4 separate regions of the Mus musculus genome follow, and all the other regions are linked to region 2. The links are chromatin contacts, called in public Hi-C, HiChIP or PLAC-seq and promoter capture Hi-C maps. All regions are on one chromosome and are shown on one strand. The core of a region is the stretch at or near the end of the contact, and the rest is flanking DNA. Distances in the headings are between cores, read along the strand shown. Region 1 overlaps Ntrk3 (neurotrophic tyrosine kinase, receptor, type 3). Region 2 holds the start of Ntrk3 (neurotrophic tyrosine kinase, receptor, type 3). Region 3 overlaps Ntrk3 (neurotrophic tyrosine kinase, receptor, type 3). Region 4 holds the start of E430016F16Rik (RIKEN cDNA E430016F16 gene).

What was found. Promoter capture Hi-C pulls out the DNA fragments that hold promoters and counts their contacts. Hi-C and Micro-C count contacts between places; a contact is called where the count stands out from the background. HiChIP or PLAC-seq counts read pairs in DNA pulled down with a chosen protein or histone mark.
Region 1: a contact with region 2 is called in an H3K27ac HiChIP or PLAC-seq map of SST interneurons, with 3 times the contacts expected there. The contact joins the enhancer-like site here to the promoter of Ntrk3 in region 2. A contact is called at or near these places in 4 of 39 promoter capture datasets (cranial neural crest, embryonic stem cells, hippocampal neurons and 1 more), 1 of 484 Hi-C or Micro-C datasets (the N1E-115 cell line), 4 of 115 datasets of contacts at active chromatin or transcription factors (SST interneurons, embryonic forebrain, embryonic hindbrain and 1 more) and 3 of 9 other capture datasets (adipose tissue, embryonic stem cells and pancreatic islet).
Region 3: a Hi-C map of cerebral cortex shows a contact between it and region 2, with 1.7 times the contacts expected there. The contact joins the enhancer-like site here to the promoter of Ntrk3 in region 2. A contact is called at or near these places in 3 of 39 promoter capture datasets (cranial neural crest, embryonic stem cells and hippocampal neurons), 5 of 484 Hi-C or Micro-C datasets (the N1E-115 cell line, cerebral cortex, embryonic stem cells and 1 more) and 3 of 9 other capture datasets (embryonic stem cells, liver and pancreatic islet).
Region 4: a contact with region 2 is called in a promoter capture Hi-C map of hippocampal neurons, with 6 times the contacts expected there. The contact joins the promoter of E430016F16Rik here to the promoter of Ntrk3 in region 2. A contact is called at or near these places in 23 of 39 promoter capture datasets (the 3T3-L1 cell line, 3T3-L1-derived adipocytes, the HPC-7 cell line and 14 more), 1 of 15 datasets of contacts at CTCF or cohesin (CD8 T cells), 4 of 484 Hi-C or Micro-C datasets (cerebral cortex, cortical neurons and uterus), 4 of 115 datasets of contacts at active chromatin or transcription factors (CD8 T cells, double positive thymocytes, memory CD8 T cells and 1 more) and 2 of 9 other capture datasets (embryonic stem cells and liver).

What each region holds. Positions count from the first base shown.
Region 1 is chr7:78,343,300-78,349,119 of GRCm38.p6, forward strand. The region is part of intron 12 of Ntrk3 (neurotrophic tyrosine kinase, receptor, type 3); the gene reads right to left. Among named protein-coding and RNA genes, the nearest start is that of Gm39038, 230 kb to the right of the region's middle. Within about 2 kb of position 4,307, at least 4 of the 459 cell types and tissues checked have an H3K27ac peak or open chromatin away from gene starts, as enhancers often do. A contact at or near this core is called in SST interneurons, where this site is marked.
Region 2 is chr7:78,575,159-78,580,628 of GRCm38.p6, forward strand. It overlaps Ntrk3 (neurotrophic tyrosine kinase, receptor, type 3), which reads right to left and starts at 2,680. Exons shown (of 17, transcript NM_008746.5): 1 at 2,378-2,680. The coding sequence starts at 2,625.
Region 3 is chr7:78,393,662-78,398,896 of GRCm38.p6, forward strand. All of the region lies in intron 11 of Ntrk3 (neurotrophic tyrosine kinase, receptor, type 3), which reads right to left. Among named protein-coding and RNA genes, the nearest start is that of Gm39038, 180 kb to the right of the region's middle. Within about 2 kb of position 3,805, at least 2 of the 459 cell types and tissues checked have an H3K27ac peak or open chromatin away from gene starts, as enhancers often do. A contact at or near this core is called in cerebral cortex, where this site is marked.
Region 4 is chr7:78,716,615-78,721,717 of GRCm38.p6, forward strand. E430016F16Rik (RIKEN cDNA E430016F16 gene) reads right to left here and starts at 1,606. Exons shown (of 11, transcript NR_015542.2): 1 at 1,466-1,606.

The DNA.
Region 1 (5,820 bases), core at 3,057-5,556, 230 kb before region 2:
CATCATCATATTTCCTTCCAGAGAGCAGCATTTGTTTCTACCTTCCACACAGAGGTTGGGAAACAGAGGACCTGAACGTTACCTAGACCTTGGGTTGCCCTTCTCCTTAGGAGATTTCCCAGTTGAAGTGTCAGATCTGCCCATAAATGAGGAACACAGTGTAATTCTGACTATGACCAATGTCTCCGCACATGGAGGTCAGGCTGTGTCAGATGTGTCTGTAGAGGCTCCTAGGCACAGAACAGGAAATGACTCCTGATCCCTGTGAACAGGACCTGTTGGTACTCTGCCAGAAATCCTAAAGAGTGCCACATCTTAAATCTGGTTATTGCCACCTAATGCAGCCTCTTCTTGTCCCTCCTAGAAGTTTAAGCAGAAATATGATTCTATCTGTGCCAAAAGGGGTCAGGTCCATCTGGCCATTTTCAGAGTGAATTACATCATCTACCTGAAGGCAACAAGAAGACACTGAACTCCAGGATGGTCAGAATATGGTCCACTGCATGCTCTTATTCACAGAGACAATGACAAGCAAAGCTCTGACTCAAGTTTCATACATGATACATTTGGGAGAACTGAAGATCCAAGGTCATTTTTATTGGTTTGGTTTTTGAGTCAAGGGAACATCAAATCTCTATCCTCTTGCCTGAACAACCCAAGTGCTGAATTAAAGATGTGTCACTCCATCCAAACCAATGTCCTTCTTGGAATGTTGAAATAATTTTAGTGCCCAGAACTTAAGAACCCCACAGGAAGACATATACGCAATAAGTGTTCCCAAATTTATTGGACCATAGAATTTGGGGGAGCCACAGAGGAAATGTCTATAGCTTCTCTCTATATATATTATTTCTGAAATCCTGAACTAAAGGAAGTTGGAAGAAGATGCAAGGACAACTGGACTCCTGGCTTCCTGGCCAAGGAGAAAATGGAGCTTCAAGTCTTAGTGACTAAGCATTAGGAATAGAGTACAAAGTGAACAAGAGCATCTCGGCATGTTTGGAACATCTTTCATCCTCCTGTTTAGATGATGCATGATCATTCACAGGTACTAGAAATGATAATTATTTTCTGCTGGACAGGTCTTATGGAAAGAGAATCCTAATCATGACCACAATTGATGATGGAGGGCCTGCTGCCCTCAAGGTTGGATATGGCCTCTTTTCCATTTCCAGCCCTTCTAAACCAAAAATTATTTTTTTAATTCCAAAGACCAGTGAACACACATGTTTCTCCTTATCTTCATGATCTAGTCATGTGAGGTGGAGATTTTGATGATGGCTATAATAAAGCTGAACACCATGAACTCCATTGCTGTTCATCATAACTTCTGCTGTCCAGACTTTTCAAGCCACCAGAGGTGAAATCATAAAATCTGCAGGTAAGTAGATGGAGCTAGAAAAGAGTGCACTGAGCATGGTATGCCAGACTCAGAAACATAGACATCACACGCTCTTTCTCATGTCAGGCTCCTTGCTCTAAATCTTCAGATATGAGTATATATCCTGTAACAACTACAGAAACCCAGAAAGTTAAAAAGAGAGAAAGGAGGGGGGGTCCCCTGCTCTTTTAAACAGTAGATTAACTTTTTTAAAAATTATTTTCATTACTTTTACAAATAGGTTTCTTTTTTCTTTTTTGTGTTTGGGAGGGAGTATGCAGAAGCCAGTGGAAGATGAGCACTTACTGCTCTCTGCTGTGTTCATTTAAGACACTGCCCCTCAATGAACCAAAATCTTACTATTTTGATTAGGCTGGCTGGGCAGCAAGCACCTAGGATCCTCCTGGTTCCATCTCCAAGGCTGGGGTTGTTGGCGTACAAAACCAGGCCTAGCTGGAGATTTGAACTCAGGTCCTCATGCTTGCACAGTGAGTACTCTTGGCTAGTGAGATATCTTCCCAGTCCTATAGACACTTTGTCTTGATTTGCAAACTCTGCTCCTAAAATGAGTATCTCTGCCTTAGCAACAAAAAAAGTAACTCCCATGTCCTTCCCTTCATGTCTGAGGTATTTGCTGAGAAGGGCAAGGGATTGTTCTAAGGAATGAGGCAGAAGCATCATCAGCCATCTCATTTCTTGTTTAGATAAGATTCATAAAGAATTCCCTGTGTGCTAAGTCTTCTCGGGCATTTCTAGACTTTGAAATGCAAAAGATGGAGCAGACAGCGATCCCTCATACTGCAACTGAATGGTCCAATGTGCATAGAAGCATCAATACCTGTGTGCCACAAGTTCAAGCTTGTGAAAGGCATCAAATAGTTCATTCGTATTGACTTTAAGTCCAAGCAACCATCTTCAGCTCAATTGTAAAGCCCATCTTTGGATTACTGTCTGATGTCTGTGTGTCTCAACTAGTTTGGAATTATCGCCCTTTAAAATTCCAAATCAGTGGCTGAGGAGATGGTTCAGACAGGAAAATGCCAGCTGCATATGTACGAGGATCCAAGTCTGGATCATCGGCACCACATAAAAATGCTAGGCACCGTCCGTCACACCCATCTGGAACCCTAGAGTAGAGTTGGGGTTGGTAGGCATAGAACCAGATGGATCTCCACTCACTTGTGTTCATCCAATTGAGCTAATGTTGGGTTCAGTGAGAGACCTTGAACCCAACAATGAAGGAGGATAAAGAAAGATGCTCAGTGTCCATCTCTGACCTTCTCTACACACAAACAAAGGTAACTAGTATCAATATCATCATCATCATCATCAACATCATCATCCCTATATAGATTCTGTATCTGAATTTGGTCAAGGAGAAAAATAAACTCATATCTGAGAAACTCTGAGCTGTAAAACAGTCTCACAAGAGAAGTTAATCTTCCCACTCCCTAAAGACAAGGCAAAGACCATAATGTACCAAGAAGACATGTAATCCTGCTGCATCTAGGCGTCTGGAAAGGAAACAAAGTACCCACTTCATAGCCTGCTCACTTACCTCTGTTGGATATGGCTCCCCCATGAGCTCCTATTGCACCATGAAATGACACCCCTCCAGGATAGCTGGAGACCTTGTCATTCCTCACCTTCAACCATGAAGTACATCCTTATCCCCCAAGTACATTTTCTTTATCCAATTACTGTGTATTTACAGTGAGCATAATTATACCTCATTACTTAATTAGCATGACTGCATGCAGTTTCTAACTTTAAGTATGTGATTATGGCCGTGAAGTACAGAACAGACGAGGTCATAGCTATCAACAGAAAGGCAGGTTGCCTTGACCCAAGGAGATGAACATGAGTAGGTCTCTTTGTGCCAGGTGGCTAAACCTTTGAAGTGCATCTTCAGGTATGTTTAGGGTTTTTAAATCATTTGGAGTGAGTATGGTTATTTAATTTCATGTCCCTATGTATGTGTGTGGGTGTGTGGGTGTGGCGGGGTGTTGGGGTGTTATCAAAAATAGTGTAGTTGAGCGGTACCATACCCAGGGGATACAGATGTTTGTGTCTAGAAATGGTTATTCTCCAGGGTCGAGAGCCTCAAGACAAGTGTGTGGCTTCTATTTGCACCTCAGCCTAATTAATAGGACTTAATTCCCTTGACTCCTAAGATGGCCCATCCTGACCATCATCTCCAGATCTTCAAAATAGTAAGGAGGCTGGATATACTGAACCCAGCATTACAGAACTCCCAGAGATCTGCTAAACATCCCAATTAAACCTGAAAATGGGATGAAAGAGAAACCAGAGAGGAGCAATCTTAGCTTACATTCATTTTAAATGGTCCATGAATAACGGTCTGGAAACCTGGGCCTGGGAATGCCCAACCACTGGCAAAGTCTAAGAGTTAAATGTCACTGATGCTTTCATCAAGATCCAGCCCCTGGTTCCCCTAGGGGTGCTTGTCAAAATTAACCAGCATAAGAAAGAAAGAGCATATCGGAATCCCACACCTCCACATCTGTCTCATCACTCTCATGCCACATCTTGCTGGTGTCGTCCTACCCCTCACCAGGCAGTACCCCCCCATATGGTAACCTTCGTTTCTCAGTTGCATACTTCAGGGAGCCCAGATCAGCCCTGTAACCAGAGCCACTCCTTGCCGTTTGTAAGGCCAGTCTGACAATCTGCTGAAGGAAAAGCTAGAAAGGTACACTCTGCCTCTGCAGCAGTAGCTGCTCTCATGGCCTCCGATATCGGCTCTAGGAGGGGCCTGCCCTTCCCAGACAAAGAAACCCATTTTCCATATTTCATGTGCAAGTCCGTGATGCTGAGCTAAGTGGCTGGGGAATAAACAGCCATCATTACCCTGAGCTAAGCGATGTTTGTTAGTACAGAGGTTGACAGAAATCTATATCATGCAGATGCACTATTAATACTGCATTGCACACACAGGCTCCACGCTTCCCTCTGCAGCTGGGAAACCAGCCCTGGCAGTTTCTCTTCCAGAAAAGGCAAGATCCATGACTAATAAGCGTAGAGCCAAAGGAGGAGACAAGCCACTTACTCAACCCCGTAAAGGCCACAGACTTGAGTCTCCTTGGCTCTATTTCCTGGTGTAGAAAGTTCAAAGGTGAGAGTGGGAGAGTGCATAGTGACATTGTCTTGGGGAAATGAGGAAGGCCTAAACCTTCAAACAGATATATTGTGACTGAAGAGATATAAAGGATAAGATTTGCACTCTAGCCCCAGCTCCTACACTTAATATGAGACCAGTAGATGTCTGTAAACTGAGTAGGTGAACAAAAACGAAAAGGACTTTGCAGAAAACCAACAGATAAAGGAATTTTGGCAATCTCATGGGAGGGAGGGGCTGTGAAGATGTCAGGTAGAGCTTCCATGTCCTCTGTAATGGAAGGAAGGAATGAACATGAGGTTGGCCAGCCAGGAGGGACTCAGGGTTGAATGCATGACTGCCCTTAAAAATGGAGACTCAGAAGGAAAGTTAGAACTGGGGAGTCAGCTTGAAAGCATTACATGGCAAAAATGAAGATATTGGCAAAAATGGCAGAAAAAGGCAAAGAAGAAAAGAAAGTGGTGACAGTATGTGCCTTTCATCTAAGGAGTCAGGAGACAGAGGCAGGTGGATCTCTAAGTGTGAGGCCAGCACGGTCTACAGAGAGAGTTTCAGAACAGCCAGGGCTACACAGAGAAGCCCTGTCTCAAAAACAATAAAACAAGATTTAAAAAAAAAAAGGAGCTCTCTTGTTTGTCTCTCTTGCCCCCTTGCTTCCCCTCTCACCACATGGTCATGGCCAGCCTCCACTTCTCTACTCTCTCCTTCTTTCTGCCTTCCTCTGCCTCTGCTACCCTCTTAACTCCCCTCTCCATGCCCTAAATCAACTATTCTATAAAAAAAATAAAAGGAGTAGATACATAAAAGGGAAGGGCTAATCAGAAGCTTGAATCTGGCCCACAAGAAAGGACTCAACAAACTCTGTTGACATTCACTGCAAGCTTGGACACACTGTAAGCCAAGGGGCCAGATCTGACATGAGCACACCAACTGGCCTTTGACCATGGCAAGATGAAAGTGGTGTGCATTAGTCTGTATAAACATCCACAAGAACTATGCTAGCATCTACTGCTGGGACACTTCAGAGTAAAAGACACTTCAGAAAGCAGGCAAAGAATCTGAGACAGAGATGATTAGCAGAGGCAAGTGTGATGGGAACCAGAAGCTACCTGCCTCAGTGCCTCTGCTTTGTAAGACAGTTTGACAGTATCTTAGAAGGCTACATATTCTTAGCATATGACCCAGGGTTACTCCTAATTATTTACACAAATAAAGACAAAACTTATATCCACCCATAAACCTGCATCTGAATGTTTATATGGCTTTATTTTTCCAAACGGGAAACCACAAACAATGAAAC
Region 2 (5,470 bases), core at 1,430-3,929:
GCTTGGGAAAGGCTACCTTTTCCCTTAATCTTCCATGTCTTAAAGAGTAAGAGAGCAACAAGGGCATGTTCTTCCCTGGATGAACATGAATCCTCTCCCTCCTCGGGACTCCTTGCCTCTGGAGTGGGAGTCTGAGCCCCTTCTTGAGTTTAGTCAATACCAGACGCAGGCATAACAGGACACTGGGGGGAAGATGGGGTGAGGGAGGGTCATCTAACCCCTGACCTCTGACCTTCCCTACCACTTTCTCTTTGATGTCAGATGGGTTTAGGAGAGAGTCCTGATGGCTGCTGAGTCCAGTTCCCACTGAGCGGCTCCCAGTCTCCCTGCTCAGATCGCCACAGGCACTCTCCTGGGATCCTCTAATGCCAGGAGAGGAGCAAGAGGCCAACTGTGTCCCCTCCTCCCACCAATGTCTCCGGGGAACAACTAATCCTACTCCCCCCCCCCCATAGAACCGCTTCCCCAAACCTCATTTTGAGAGGTGTGACACCTCTTCGTGACCATAAAGAGCCTATCTGATTGTGACCAATCCTGCCTCCCTGAGGGTTCCCAGGGACATACACATCCTTAGAGCAGAGAACAAGGCAGACACAGCTCACTGGCTCCCAAACTCTCCAGCCCTTGGCACATCCAATCACCTGAAAATCTCCATGCCCAACTCCAGAGCACAGGCCACTAAGCTCTTTGCAGCCATCCCTACAATCCAGGGGCCAAGCTTCCCTGAAACATATTCCTCCAGACCTTGCTCCTGGACAGACACTGGCCTCCAAGTGGGTAGAGGCTTCTCCTTTGCTCTCTTCTCCCCTCCCCTTACCCCTTTGCTGTCTATCTGGACATCCTTGACCATCCTGGAGGTAGTAAGGAATGAAAGGCAGAGCTAAGATATGGGTCAGGATTGTCTCCAGGAGTCGGGGACATCTTCTGGGGCTGTTCATCTCCCTCAAAGTGTAAGCTGCAAGAACACAAGCTGGTCTCTCTTATACCAAGAGAACTGGTGGGCTTTGGAGAGAGCCTGACTCCAATTCCTTCAGGCTTTGTAGTCCTGAGGCAATGGTTGGAGCAAAGAGGGGAGGGGGTGGACACTGAGAGGGCAGTAGCCACAGCACACTGGGTCCCTTCTTGCTCTAGTCCGTCCCCAAGGCAAAGAGCTACCCTAAACGTCTCCCTCAGAGCCTGGCCACCGTCCTAGTCAGTCCTGGGGCTCCCAAGGGATGAGAGCACGGGGCAAAAACCAATGAGCTGCCCTCCGAGCATCCAAGAGCTATCCACACCCTTCTCCTTCCTGGGGCAGAGAGGTCAGAGGGGTGGTGGTCACCTGGCTGAAGAATGAAGAATGAAAGAAAGGCTATGCAGGCTCCTGGCCCTGACTCTTCCTTTCACTCCTTCACAGGCCTCTGGCCCCATCCCTACCAAAGAAACACAACAAGAAAAGAGCAGGCCACTACACAGGGTCCCACTCAGCCGGGGCAAACCAGCCAAACGCCACGCAGAGTTCAATTTTTGAGAGAAAGGGGGTGGGGGGAAGGAACCGCAGAATTGTGAAAGAAATTTCCTTCCCAAAACCCAGGTCGTCCTCTCTCTCCTGCCTCCAGCAACCTGACTCAGAATTACCCTGGGCAGTTATGGAAGCCCAAGCCAGGAAAGGGTCTGTAGGCGCCCAGATGCAGATGAGGGTGGGAAAGGGGGGGATGTCTCGGAAATGCCCAAAATGGGGTTGGAGAAGGCGGCGGGAGGTGGGGGGGAGGAAAAGCAAAGAGGTAGGCGTCCATGACGGCCAGAACACGTCCGAAGTCTCCTCGGGAGAAGCCAGCTTCCAACTTGTTTACTTATTGGCATGTTTTGCTCTCTCCAAAGGGAAACAGTTTTTTTTTTAAAAAATCCCGATTGGTTCTCAAGCAGTCCCTATCTGTCACCTTCCCTCCAAGGCTAGGCTAAGCTTTGCCTCTGCCGCCGCTATCTGCCACCGCCTGTCAGGGAAACGAGACGCCTCTACTTTATTCCACTTGAGCGTGGCCAAACTGTTGCTATTTAGTGGGGGGCATAGAACCCAATTCGCACCCTCGAAACGAGCAGGCAGAGGGTGGGGGCGGGGACAGGAGCTGGGCCCGGGTGCACTCCGCCCGGAAGGGTCCTCTCCAGGGAGAGGTACCCACCAGCATCATCAAATCACGCCTGGCTAGGGCTGGAGTCACCTGAAACACGCAGCCCTACAGCATCTCCCGAGCCAGGGCGAGCCTGATGCGCACCCGGCGGGCTGCGAACAGAGGCGAGCTGGGGAGCGCAGGGCCAGTTCCCGGGCCGCGGGCGGGCAAGACGGAGACGCGAAGCTGGGGCGGGGGTGGGGGGCGGGCTGGGTAGCGGCCGCCTGACTTACATGGAAGTGATATTCCTTGAGATGTCCGTAATGTTGATGCTGGCGTTCCCATTGCTGTTCCCTGAATCCTGCCCTTCCAGGAGAGGGAAGAGGTTCCCATCGTCCGGCCGCCGGCAATTGATCTCAGTCTTGCTGCAGACACAATTTGCAGGGCAAGCCAGCACGGAGCCCACATAGTCCAGCCAGACGCTTCCCAGCAAGAAAATCCGCCAGAAACTACACTTGGCTGGGCAAAGAGAGACATCCATCTCCGATCGCTGCTTCTAAAAAAGAGGAGGAGGAGGAGAGGAGAGGGGGGTGGGGTGGGGGGAGTGGGGAGAGCAGGGGGGGAAGGAAACAAAGACAGCGAGGGAGGGGGGAAGGGGGAGGGGGGCCTCTGCCTTTGAAACGCCGAACGATCAGATGCAAAATCCTTCAGCGTCGGAAACCATCGCGGCCGCCGCCGCCACCGGGTGGGAGCCGCGGGGAGCGCCTAGTGGCGCGGTCTGCCGGGCATGGTGGCCGGCTCGGCGCTCGCCGGCTTGCGGGGTCCAGAAGCTCTGGAAACGAGGCGCGCTCTCCGACTCCGAGACTTTGCAGGGTTGTAACAACAGACGGTGGGAAGGCAAAAATAATAATAAAAAAAGAAAAAAAGATGGTGCTAAAGTCACCAAGTCCCACCTCCTAGGCAGAATTAAAACGGACACACCTGCAAAACACACTCGCACACACTCACATACACACGCGCGGAGCTGGAGGAAGGAGGAGAAGGAAGATGCAGTCAGAGCTGCAGCAGTCGCGGCGAATGGCTCGCTACGCGCCTGCAGAAATGTACAAGTGCTCCGAGCCTTACGAAACGCACGGGTTATCGGAGCGTCTTCCTCGGTTCCCTCCCTCCCTCCTCCCCTCCCTCCTCGCGGCCTCCTCCCCCCCCCCCGCCCCCCGCCCGGGCTGGGAGAGGCAGGAGAGCGGAATCTCCCCCTCCCTCCCCTCCCCACACCCCTCTCTCTCCCCGCCCGTCCTCTCCCTCCTGCTTCCCCACCCACCCACCCACTCGCCGGCTCTCGGCTCTCGCCGGTACCGCCACCCGCAGCCGCGCCGCTGCCCGCCCGCTCCACGCCCGCGCCCGCTCGCTGCAGCCGAGGGGAAAACGAGACGGAAAGGAAAAGTTGCAGTTGGGATTCCGAGGGTCGGCGTTGGGGAGGGAGAGTTGGCAAGCTGACTGAGCAACACGAAAGGCGTTCTCCCTTCCACTTTTTGGCCCTCGTGCTGCCCGGTTTTGCTGCAATCTCCTCCGCAGGAGGAAGCGAAATGAGCGTGGCCCAGGTGACCCGGGATGCTCCCCAGCCTGAGTGAGGGTCTCGGGCTCACGGACAGTGACGGGAATCAGGAGCGCACAGGAACCCGAGCGAGGCAGCCAGGGACGCCGGCCGCAGACGTGCAGACCTAGATCTGAATGACACTCATTTGGGTAATCAAGAGTCCCGGGAGCTGGGCTCAGCTTGGGAGGGGACTGCGTGGCATGGCACACTGAGTGCCCCTGAGCCTATTGCTCCTTCTTGGCGGTGCGTTATGGGTTCCGCCTTGGACAAACAGGGACCAGAGAAGGAGAGAAAGAGGGAAGGAGCGCCTGCAGGACTGCGCTGGAGAACCGAGGTGGCCCAGGGCGAGCGATTCATGCGAAAGAAGCGGCCAGGAAATTGAGATGCGAAGGGCATTTTTTGGCAAGCACCACGCCAGCACCGTCGGAGGCCAGCTTCTTGGGCTCAGCCCTCGGGTGCGCCGAGCTGGCAGCCTGGTGAGGGGGTGGGCGGACTGCTCTCTCCGGATGATTTGGGGGGCACAGAACCTCCTCTTTCCCTCCCCCACAAACACCCCTTCCTGGTAGGGGCTCAAAACAGGTGCAGCCTTCGAGGCAAGTTTAGACCTGATGGGGAGAGAAGTATAGCCCCCGCTTTTTGCCTTGATAGGATTGTTTTAAAAATAAAATGCAAATGTAAATATGCCAAATGCGAGCTATTTCCTGAGAAAGCCTGAGATTTTGCTGTGGGAAAGGAGAAGAAAGGGTTAGGGGAATCCGAGCAGGCAGACACACTACAGCATTCACACGCAGAAGAAAGCAGCGCTCTCCTCCCCGAGCTTGGGTGAGGGCAGGCAAGGAAGCAAAATACATTGAATTCAACAGCATCCAGGATCTGAAAGGATTCTCCCCCGCCCCCCTGTGGATTCCAATGCAGGTCATGCAACTTGCAGGCAAGATGGGGGGAAGGGGTATTGCGGTGCCACCAGCCTGCCCCTAGTGCCACCGACAGACAGACCCGATGGCTTGCAGTAACACTTTTTGCTGGGAGTAAACTTGGGTGAAAGGAGGAAAAGAAAAGAGCATGCCTATAAAAGGCATTTTCCCCGACTTCTCATTACACTCTGCCTTCCTTTTGCCCCAGTGAGACTTTTACACCCTGTCGCCATGATGGCCTTGTCCCCAGAATGGCATTTTGCCCTCCCGCCAGCAGGAGGGGACAGAGTGGAGACAGCCTTAGACTCTCAAACCAGAACCTACTGGCTTCAGGCCAGTCCCTGATGTCCTTGTCCATTGGGAATCTCCCTGACACTTCAAGTGCCATCCTGAGTGACTTTAGGGTTCTCTGAGAGGCAGGGAGAGTAAGGTGTAGCCAGGACACTGGAACTTGGCCTCTCTTGAGAGATAGCAGAGGAGAAATAGGAAGCATTTCCCAGACTACCCCAGGGAGACAGAATAGCTGACTGCCTGAGGGGATTTAGTAGAGCTCCAACAAGGAGAAAGCATAGTTGTGTCTTAAAGGGTGCCCCGCCCATTTTTAAGGACAAGGACGATTTTTATTACTGCCTGCAAAGAAAGGATGCTATCCATAAGTCGGGTTTCAAAGCAAAACTTTGGAAACCTCTTCAGAGAGTGAAAATTCAGGCTGTGAAGCAAGGGACTCTGATTGGACAAAAGGTCTTTCATTCTTGACCGTGGATAGGATGAAGGTAAGGTGCTAGGAGCTCTGAGCCCACTTAGAAAGTAAAGCTTAAAAATGAAGAAGGCTCTTTTTTTTTAATGCAAGTGGAAAGAGCAGAGTTCTACTTATGACC
Region 3 (5,235 bases), core at 2,555-5,054, 180 kb before region 2:
GTCTCCCTCTCTCCCTCTCTTCTGTCTTGAGAGGAAGACACTCCTCTGCCACATGCCCCCCCCCACTGTTATAAAGTTCTTCCCAAGCAAAGATGGCCAAGCAACTACAAATTGAGCCCTCTGAAACCACGAGCAAAATAAGCCCTTCCTCCCTTCAGTTGTTTCTGCCAGGTACATGGTCATAGCGTTGTAACAGTAACTGAGTGTGCACGTTATATTAGCTTATTCATTCCTTCCAAGAACCTGAAAGCCTTAGTATCATGTGACAGATGGGAACACTGAGGCTCAAAAGCTTCAAGGCACAGAGAGGTGGGACAGGCTTTGATTGCATATCTTCTAGATCCCAAAGCTAACACTACAGTGAGGACAGCAGTGCTACTCAGTGTGGTCTTGAACCAGCAATGTCACCATTGCTTTGAGAAGAGTAAGGAATGGCCTACATGGTTCAATCCAGGCTTCCTAGATCTGCTGCTCAGATGAAACCCAAGATATGTGTCACAGGACCTCCAAGTGAGTCACACCCACACAGCATTTAGACAACCATCCCTGTGAGGGAAGGTCCTGGGCAAAGTATATACTGAATACTTTCCAAGAGATAATTCTCAGACATCATGATGATGGGTTCTGTTGGTAATTAACAAAGCATAGGACTTATTTATCTCAAAACAGACAAATAAGAACAAGGTGGAATGGAAAAATATGTGAAGATGCCAGTACCAAAGGATGGAAGAGATGCTGTAAGGAGAAAGAGGGGCTTTGAATGGCGACACAAGGACAGCATTCCTAAGAAATAGGAGAAAAGCAGATGCCTCAAAATGCTTTCTTTCTGAGTATTAGTTATTCTTAAAGCAGCCTACATTCACCAGCACAAAAATACAAGAGCTCAGGAAAGTTTACCCACTGAAAGTCTAGAAGAGATACCAGGCCACAGGGATTGTCTTTGTCTCTGAATGGCATGATATTGGGAATAGCCTCTGATGTATACTAACCCTGGATGAAGCACCACCATAGAGCAAGGGTTATACCTCCACTGGACTTAGTTCCCCCAACAGACCTATCATCCCATTCTACAGAAGAGGAGACTGAGGCTCATAGAGACTCAATATAGTTGTCCCTTGTTTCAGAGGATATGAATTCTAGGGTATGAGGATATTAAAATCAATAGATACTCAGATCTCAGCTATAAATTATAGAGTATCTTACAGAGCCCATACAAGCCTCCTGTTCATATAAAATCATCTCTAGATTAATTTTACTACCTAATACAATATGATTACTATATACACAGTTTCTCTATTATGGTTTGGGAATGAATGGTCAGGAAAAAGCTGAGAGAGAAGGAGGGAAGGGAAATTATGTTTTAAAATATATTTTCTGCCCATCACTTTTTTAATCGAGAGACACAGAAACTATGACACAGAGAGCTGACTAGGTCTCACACAAAGTGACACAGATATGTATACTCTTGCCTTACAGCTGGAAAGAGCCAAGTGACCTTCAATTCTGTTCCCATCACTGTGTCTCTGATGAAGGAAGTGTTTGGCACTGTCCTATATGACAGCCACTAGATAAACGGTGTAATTAAGCCCCTTGAGATGTGGGTACTGCTACTGAGAGGCTGAATTTTAAGTTTTATTTGATGTTAATTAAGTTAAGTAACCACATATGGCTGCTAGTCCTAGTATTAGGAAATGCACATTGAAACCACAGATGTGTCGCTGTCTTCACTTTCAAAACGATCCCTGTCGTCTAGATGACTCAAGCTATGAAAGATGCAGAGGCAAACTCTTAGTTCAAGCCCTAATCATAGGGGAGAGTAGTAAGTACCATTTCCAGGGTCATCCTTACCAGTACAGGATGGCATCAATGGCTATACATGACCTGGCACCCCTGGGACATGACCAAGGAAAATCTTTGATTTCCTCAATCATCCCATTCAGCCATAAAATTAGAGAAATTAATCTTGATATGATGATTTCCCTGGGGTTAAAGCTTACAAACCCAGGCTGGAAGTAAATGTTCCTCTTAAAAAAATATTTGCAGACAAAATCTCATTAAACCCATGGTGACTTGGAACTCACTGAGTAGTCAAGGCTGGTCTTGAACTCACAGCCCTCCTGCCTTGGCTGCTCAACTGCTATGACTAGAAGTGTGTGTCATCACATCTGTCCAAACAACAAATCCTTTTAAAGAGAGTTGTGTGAACGTAGACAACTCCCTTGGTTCTCAGAACCTGTTCTGTTGTATTTAAAAAGAGCTACCTTTGGTGGTTAATATATGATCCAGGGCATCTCTTCCATCTCCCAACATGTTTCTCAGCTTGGCTCCCCTGCACAATTCCTTTATAATCTGAAAGTTCACATGCCAGGGTCATCTTCTAACTGTCCATGGCTTAGGAAGCATGTCACTCTGCTTTAAACAGCATCCCCTAATACAGTTTCTAGAGTTCATGTCTCAAATCCACAAGCATACAACTCAGTCACCTGCAGCAGTCACCTGCAGCACAAAACTCCAGCTGTCTACACCCCTCACCTCTAAGTCACCAAAGGGTCCCAGCAATGGGTCCGGCCATGCTGGCTTCTTCATGCTCACGCTAAATGAGGCCACCTGAGAGCTTTCACTGCAACCCACGGGATCAACAACTCCATTCACATAATCCTGGCCCCTGTCCAAGTTGACTCCATGGCTAGGATGTCTAAAATCAAATTAATTTTGCCTTCACCAGTATGATTGTCAATAAAAAGTTATTATTCAGTCAGTGGATGTTTTAATTACCCAAATGTCAAGCCCTGTCACTTCCATTAGCAGTATAATGGTCCTAATAGAAAAATGGCCTAGAGGAGCCCCAGGAGACTCTGGAGCCCTGCTCTGTCCCCAAAAAGGAACCTACCAGAGTCACTTCACACTAACCACATTCCACATGCCCTCCTCACTAGCTCCCTAGAGGGAAGTCTGGTATCCTGTGTACCCCCTCCCTGCAATTTCCTCTCTTTATCTGGAATTTTTCATTGATTTCTCAAGAATTATAGGCAATGGTTGAAGATAATGAAATGGAAGTGCTAAGCACTGCCCTTAGGGGTGAGCAAAGCCCCAATCCTGCGGCCTGCCAACTGAAACATTCTGTCTCCTTGGGCCTCATGGTTTTGTAGGTGAGGAATATTCCGAAAGAAGAGTGAGAACCTGAGTTCGGATCTCTAGCACCCACATAAAAAGCCAGGCATGGTCATGAATATCCACACCCTTGGGGAAGAGGGAAGCAGAGAGATTGCCAGCCTAGCCGAAAGGCTCCGTGAATGACCACTCCTCAAAGAACTGAAGAGGATACTGGATGTCCTCTGACCTCTAGGCACATTTGCATGGGCATGTACATCTGCTCATACAAAGTGTGTGAACACACACACCTACACACACACACACACACCATCACACACACACACACACACACACACACACGACTGTATCTCTTTATGTGTGAGTCTCCAAAAAGCACACATGAAATCACTTTCTAAAACCTAGCAAAAAAAAATCACCTAAGATTGGATATTTACTAACAGTTATTTAAGTTCGTGAAGTTGAGTGCATATAAATATTTCTGAAATACCCCCAGTTGCTAAACTTGGCCTTGGCTTTGGCCCAATTTTCCTGTACTTGCCTCTATTCACTGGGCCTCTGCCTTCTAGTTTCTGCTTCTCAGCAATGTCTTGGCTCCACAACAACATTAGATTTGGAGTCACGAACCACACGCTTGGAGCTGCCTCCTGCAATGCCATCTTTCCTCCAAAGCCCTTCCTTCGCCAGCATCCTCCTCCACACCACCCAGCCCTTTGCTTCCCCCACCCTCACCCTCACCATCAAGTTGTCTCCACTCCTACCAAGAGGTGTTTATAAATGGAAACACACATGCATATCAAAACTTTGAGAAAGCTGATGGTGGAGAGAGTTAAGAGTCTCCTCTCAGGAAGGTGGCAGATGCCTGAGTCCTTTGTCTGGCTACATCAGACTGGAAGGTTTCTGACTTGTGTCTCTCAGTGTGCTGATCACAGTAGGGGCACTCAACAACTCATTAATAGTGGTGGGGAGGAGGCAGCAAATGGGAAGACAAAACAACTCTAAAACCTTCTTTTTGCACAAAGAACAAGGCTGGGACCCAGCCCTGTTTCCAGCATGCACTCCCCATAGACCTGGAACCACTCCTCACCTCACAAGATTGTCACTGGTTCAATAAATTTTACTCTTTATAGATCTGCATCCCAAGCACACAACCTTGAGTAACAGTGGCTTCAAGGAGCACACAGGACAGCAGACAGCAATGTGAGTAACACAGACACAGTCTCTTGAAGAATGCTAATGGAAAATGGGGCACCAAGGGCCTCCAGAGCTACATGGATCAAATCATATCCCCATTGGTTTGAGAAAGACAATAAGAACAATACTCCAGCCTGGGGCTAGGCTTCTGAGAATAAATAGGTTCATTTCAGTTGAGCAGAAGCTCCAACCTTCAACACCGTGGCTTGGTCCTCAGCACAGAACATGAGTGTTTTCGTTCTATTGTAGGTTCTAAAGATGATGGCATAGCAACACAGAAATCCTTTGCAGGCAGAGAATTTTCTTCTAGTTAAAAAACCAAAACCAAATATCCTCTCTGGTGGGTCAGAATAGGGACTCTGATGATAAAGCAAGTTTGGGATTATCAAGGTCAGAGAAGGACTTTGCCATCATGGTTATCCCATAGCAAGAAGGTCCTCAGTGTGCAATGGGGCCTTTCTTTCTGCCTCACCTCCACCAGCCACCAGTACCAAAGTAAAGGGAGGATCCCAGGATGCCTCCTGCTGCCAGGAAGTACAGAACTTTGAAAGACACAAACACACCTTCTGTAACTCACAAACCCTGTCTCTAAGTCATTAGCATACTCTAGGCAAACAGACAAAGAGAATCAGCATGAAAGCATGGCTAACTGATGGAGTTGACTGAGGTCAAGACAACTGCAGTGAAGTCTTCAAATGACTTCATGTTGTTTTTAATTAATGATGTAACATAGAGTACATTCATTTATCAAATGTGCCATTTGACCCTAAAGTTGCAGACATATCAATAAAAAAAATGTCTTTTAGAAAATTGGCAAATGATACTCATCAGTGAATTATCAATAACAAATAACCAGGAAGAGCTGGCCACAGTGGCCTGTGCTTATAAATCCCAGCACTCACTAGGCTGGGATAGAACAACGGCCACAGG
Region 4 (5,103 bases), core at 356-2,855, 140 kb after region 2:
AACACGGTAGGACACAGTTAAATGTGAGAGGTACAGTTCAAACTCAGGTTGCCGGGCTCCCTGGACCTCTATGCTATTCCACAATGTCTTCCTCTGCACTAGTGCTTTTCAGCAGGGAACATTTCACTTGTCGGAAGATGTTTGACATTATGGATTGTCATAGCTGGGGAGGAAGGAGTACTGCTGTCATCCATCAGACCAAGACCAGGAATCCTGCTAAATATCCCACAGTACACAGGGTGAGCCCTATGACACAGAATTAGCTGGCTAAGATACCAATGGGATTGAGGTTGGCAAACTATGTCCCTGAATCACCAAAGACTGAATTGTTTAGCGTCTGAGCTCTTCCAGGGTCTCGGGTTGAGGTAGGGCCAGGAAGCTCAGGCCAGCAATCTCCTAAGCGCTGTGTGGAACTCTGGCACACATGGCTGTTCTGTTACGGGTTTGTAAAATGGGAGAGCAGGCAGGGCAACTTTAGGAGGGAAGAGATTCACCAAAATCAAGATGTCTTTTTGGAGAAGACTTCTGTGCTACATCTGGTATTCTACTGGCCAGTCATCTCTGTCTCACTGTGTCTAAATACCTGAGGCACTCAATGTACAAGAGTGTTTCAATGCATGCATGCATTCTGAGGTTTCAGTCCACAGTGGCTCAGTTCACTTGCTTCAGGCCTGTGGCACAGAAATCATCAGGGCAGAGGAGGCTGCTCACCGGTGGCAGCCAGTAAGCAGAGATGAAAAGAAAGGGACTGAGATACCAATCACACTTTCATGGGCAGAACCCTATGAACCTGATGCCTTTCTACAGAGCTCCACACTAAAGACTCTACTAGCTCCAAACACTGCCACAAAGCCTTCAACAAGCCTTCGGGGTATATCTAAGGTCTAAACCATAATTGTAGTGATCAATCTTAGATGCCAATGTCAAATGCTTCCCTAGGTGTTTCCAGGAAAATTTGATAGGTGTAGTTAATTCTACAATAAGCTAGTTTTGAGTAAAGGATACCTGGGTTGACTGGACTCAGTGGCTCCAAAGGCCCTAACAGTAGAGTGGAAGTCTCCCCACAAAGGTGGGTGGAAGGGTCCCACTCACAGACAGCATCGCCCTTGATGCAGGCAGAGAGGTGCAGCCTGCCCTTGGGACGTCAACCTTTCCCTGCCAGCCCGCACCACCACAAAGCCAGTTCCCAGCATCTCTTTATAGTGATCATCTCTGTCTGCTTGGCTGGTTAACCCTGCTTACCACAAGTAACTCACAATCTCCAAGGGGAGAATAAAGCTTTATGACAATTCCCAAAGTGATTTGTCCAGCAAAGCCTTGAATTTGAAGAGCATCCTGTGGGATCATACTCCAGATGTCTTTTTCTGACAAGCAGTAACACAAGGAAACTAGGCAGTTTGGCCAGTTCTTTGGCCCGGCTTCTATGGATGGTATCGGGTTCTCACTATGGACAGAGGATCCTTACCACTACATGCCATCTGCCGGTTGCCCTTCTCCACTACACAGGAGGTGGTCCTCTTGCATCCATCCTTGAGGCACATCCAACACCATGACTGAGATTTCTTAGGTCTAGACCTTTGCTCTCAGTAAGCAGAGCTGATAAGCCTCAGCCCCTGAATACGCAGCAGTCAAAACGGCATGGTTTATGCAGAGCACCTGGCACACAGTGGGTGTTCAACTCCTGTGCCAAGACCCTCCCCTCTGATGACAAGCTGTGCTAAAACAGGCCTCCTACTATATAAGGAATAAGCAGGGTTTTTAAACCACTCAATATGGGCAACAGTTGCCAAATGATGCTACGGAGCTCTCCTAGGCCCGAGGCCCGCCCTAAATTTAACAGGCCTGTGTTTACAAACCCAAATCCATGCATCTCTGAGGCTCCCACACATATCCCAGCTGTCCGCCTGAAAAATTCCGCGTGGAGAGTCTCTGGCAGAGTCTCCACCAGCTGGTAACTCTCAGAGTGTTCCTGACACTTGGTCTGAGCCTTAGGCACACTATTCACAGGCGAAACCCAGGAGCTCCTCCTTCTACCTGAAGACTGGTAGGACTCTGAGCTGGTGGATTGCAACCAGGATTCTGAGGCTAAGCCACACACGGAAGATTCTAGGAGCTAAGACAAGCCTCTCTGCAGAGCCTGGCTTTTCTCTCTCTATCCTTTACTCATTCTCTGTATGTACTAGGCTGACACACATGCACAACATCACACCTTCCTACAATTCAGCTATCCTGAAACTGTCCAATAGCACTGAACACAGCCCAGAACCCAGAAAGACACAGAAGTCTCTAGATTGGACACAGAACATAGACTGATTCTCTGAACCACGTGCAGCGCCGTAAGCCTTCCCTCGGACCTTATTTCCCTTTCCTATGGGCTATTTCTCCAACTGAGAGACACCTAAATCACCAGACAGCTTGGTAAATACAGATTGCTTGTTCTACCCTTCCCACCCCACTCCAGTGATTCTGATTAGGCAAGTCTGGAACAGGACCGGAGGAATGGGCATCTCTAAGGAGTTCCCAGGTGAAGCTGATGTCACCAGATCAGGGGCTGCTCTCAGGTTAGGGGGTGGCTGCTTTACAGATTGGATGAGTCAAGCCCACTGACTCTAAGTAATCCTGAATCAGAATGGAATCTCCCTCTGTGTGTGTGTGTGTGTGTGTGTGTGTGTGTGTGTGTGTGTGCGCACTGGGGGCGGGGAAGATGCCGATAGTGGTGAGTCTCAAGAAAGAGAAAGCCAGGCTGACAGCTGCAGGAAGTGACAGTTGACAGCCTGAGAGCACAGAAAGAGACAGCAAACTATAAAAAGCAGACTTAAGAACTCAAAAAGCAAAACGGACCGAAGCCATCTCTGTGGGATACAGTTACTATATTCTCCAGATCCAACCTCAGGAAGAACTCTCTCCAAGCCCCGTGTGACCCTGGGAGTCACAGTGAAGACCCTATCATGTGAAGGAAGCTATACTTAGGCTGCTTCCAGGGCAGGGAAATGTAAAAATTAATGTTCTAAAAATTGACATCTAATTCATCGGCAGTAAAGATCATCGGGGGTTTAATGGGTTATAAACTTGGCACTATGAAAAACTTTTCACCATGAACTAACCCATTTGCTCAGTTTTCTAGGCTCCTACCGTGTGTGCACCTGCACATATGTATATCCTGCACCCATATACAGATAAATATCTGATGTAGAAACATTCTGTGGGGTGTTGAGAGACATCATGAGTTATAGAGACCATGCTTAGCACACACCAGGTCCTGGGTTCCAGTGCCACCATCAAATTACTCCACTAATGAATGTAAGCAGTACAATTCCCCACTCCCCATACCATAGCCCCTTCATCATTTCTTCCTTGACCGTCTAGACAAGGCTGGGTCCCATCTGGAGCTCCCATTTGCATACCTAATTGTTCTAACTCTGTATTTCTCACCACACTGCAATGTAATACATTCAATAGCCTCTTTCTGAGCTTTTCCGTTCCTAGTAGGGCAGAGTGTAGCAGGTGCTTAGTGAATGGGTGTTGTTTGAAGGCATATCCTTAACCTTGCCGTATCTAAGTACACACACACACACTCACACGCACTCATTTATAAAGAAAATGTAGGTCAAGGAGTTTGAGTATATGCCTCGAGGCAGCCCCAATTTCTGAAAGCAGGCTTAACTGTGCTTATTTCTGCTAGCAAGGGAGCGTGGAGGTCCTCCGCAGAGAGTGCTGTCTCTCACACTTCCTGATTTTAATCAGAACTACATATTCTGGGTGAGGTGGCAAGAAGAAAGAGGCTGTAAACTCAATTAGATCACTCCTGAGTCCCCATCCCATGACTGTTCTAAGGAGCCAACTACTATCCCTCCACCTTTCTTTACACCCTCCTCCAAATACACATCCAATCCCAATTCCCTCTCTCTATACTAAATATCCTGAGAGAGTCCCCATTCATGGGATAGGGCCCTGTGTTCTCTGACCAGCAGACAGACATAGGGGAAAATCATGTTTCCCATCATCCATAGCATACCTGCCTGTAAATAAAGTACACTAAGAGAAATTAGCTCAAGCTTCTTTAGCTCTGTGGAGCTCACTCCCATGGGCTAGTGGAAGAAGAAAGGAAGGCAGAGAGGACAGGATCTCACTGACAAAACTGACCACATGAATGAAGGAGGTTTCAAATACATGGGAAGGCTACCAGACACCTTCCTCAGACTGAGAGCCTCATCGTCCTTCCCTGAGCTTCATGGCAGCTGGAGCACACTCCATTAAGAACTCAGAGTTTACTAAGTGTGTGAAGAGCTTTGGAAGTTTCTTTCAAGGGAAAATCCAATGAACTACAATATTCTACTATCTATCTGTCTGTCTGTCTGTCTGTCTGTCTGTCTGCCTGCCTGTCTGTCTATCTATCTACCTACCTACCTATCATCTATCTATCATCTATCTGTTTATCTATCATCTATGTGTCTATATTTTGCTCTATCTCTGCTCCCTTCCCTCCCTCCATCCCTCCTACTCTCATCTTTCTCTCACAAAGGGTCTCATTAAGTATCCTGGCTGTCCTTCAACTCACAATCCTCCCCCCGCCCCAGTCTCTGAAGTACAGGATCTAACTTTGTAGTGCAGTAGTCTTCCCTGTTTGTCACTGGTGTTCCACAGGCATGGTTCTCAGGAGCGACTTTCCCTCACAGAAGTCAGGATACACTAGAATCTCTCTGACTTTCAATGACAGAGACAAAAAGAAAAAAAAAAAAAACCACTCATCCATGGTTTATGTCTGCCATGGGTTACCAAAGGCTCTGCTTCAAGGACTAGGGCAGAGGAGCACCTCAACCAAAAACACGAGCCTCTGTCAGGGAGGGAAAGTGTATGTGACAAGTATGTGCTACCTGAAGCCAGTCCTTCAGCCATGCCTAGGTTCCAAAGGATGGGATGCCACATCCTCCCCTAAGGAAGAAAACCAAGGAGAAGGACACAGAAAGTGAGTGGGACGTGATGCCGGCAACCGGGCTCCTATCACACAGTCAACCATCACTTAATGACAGGAAGTGGTTCTGAGAAGTGTGTCACTTGGCAGTTTCGTTGTCGTTGGAACAAAGCAGTATACTTAAGAGGAAT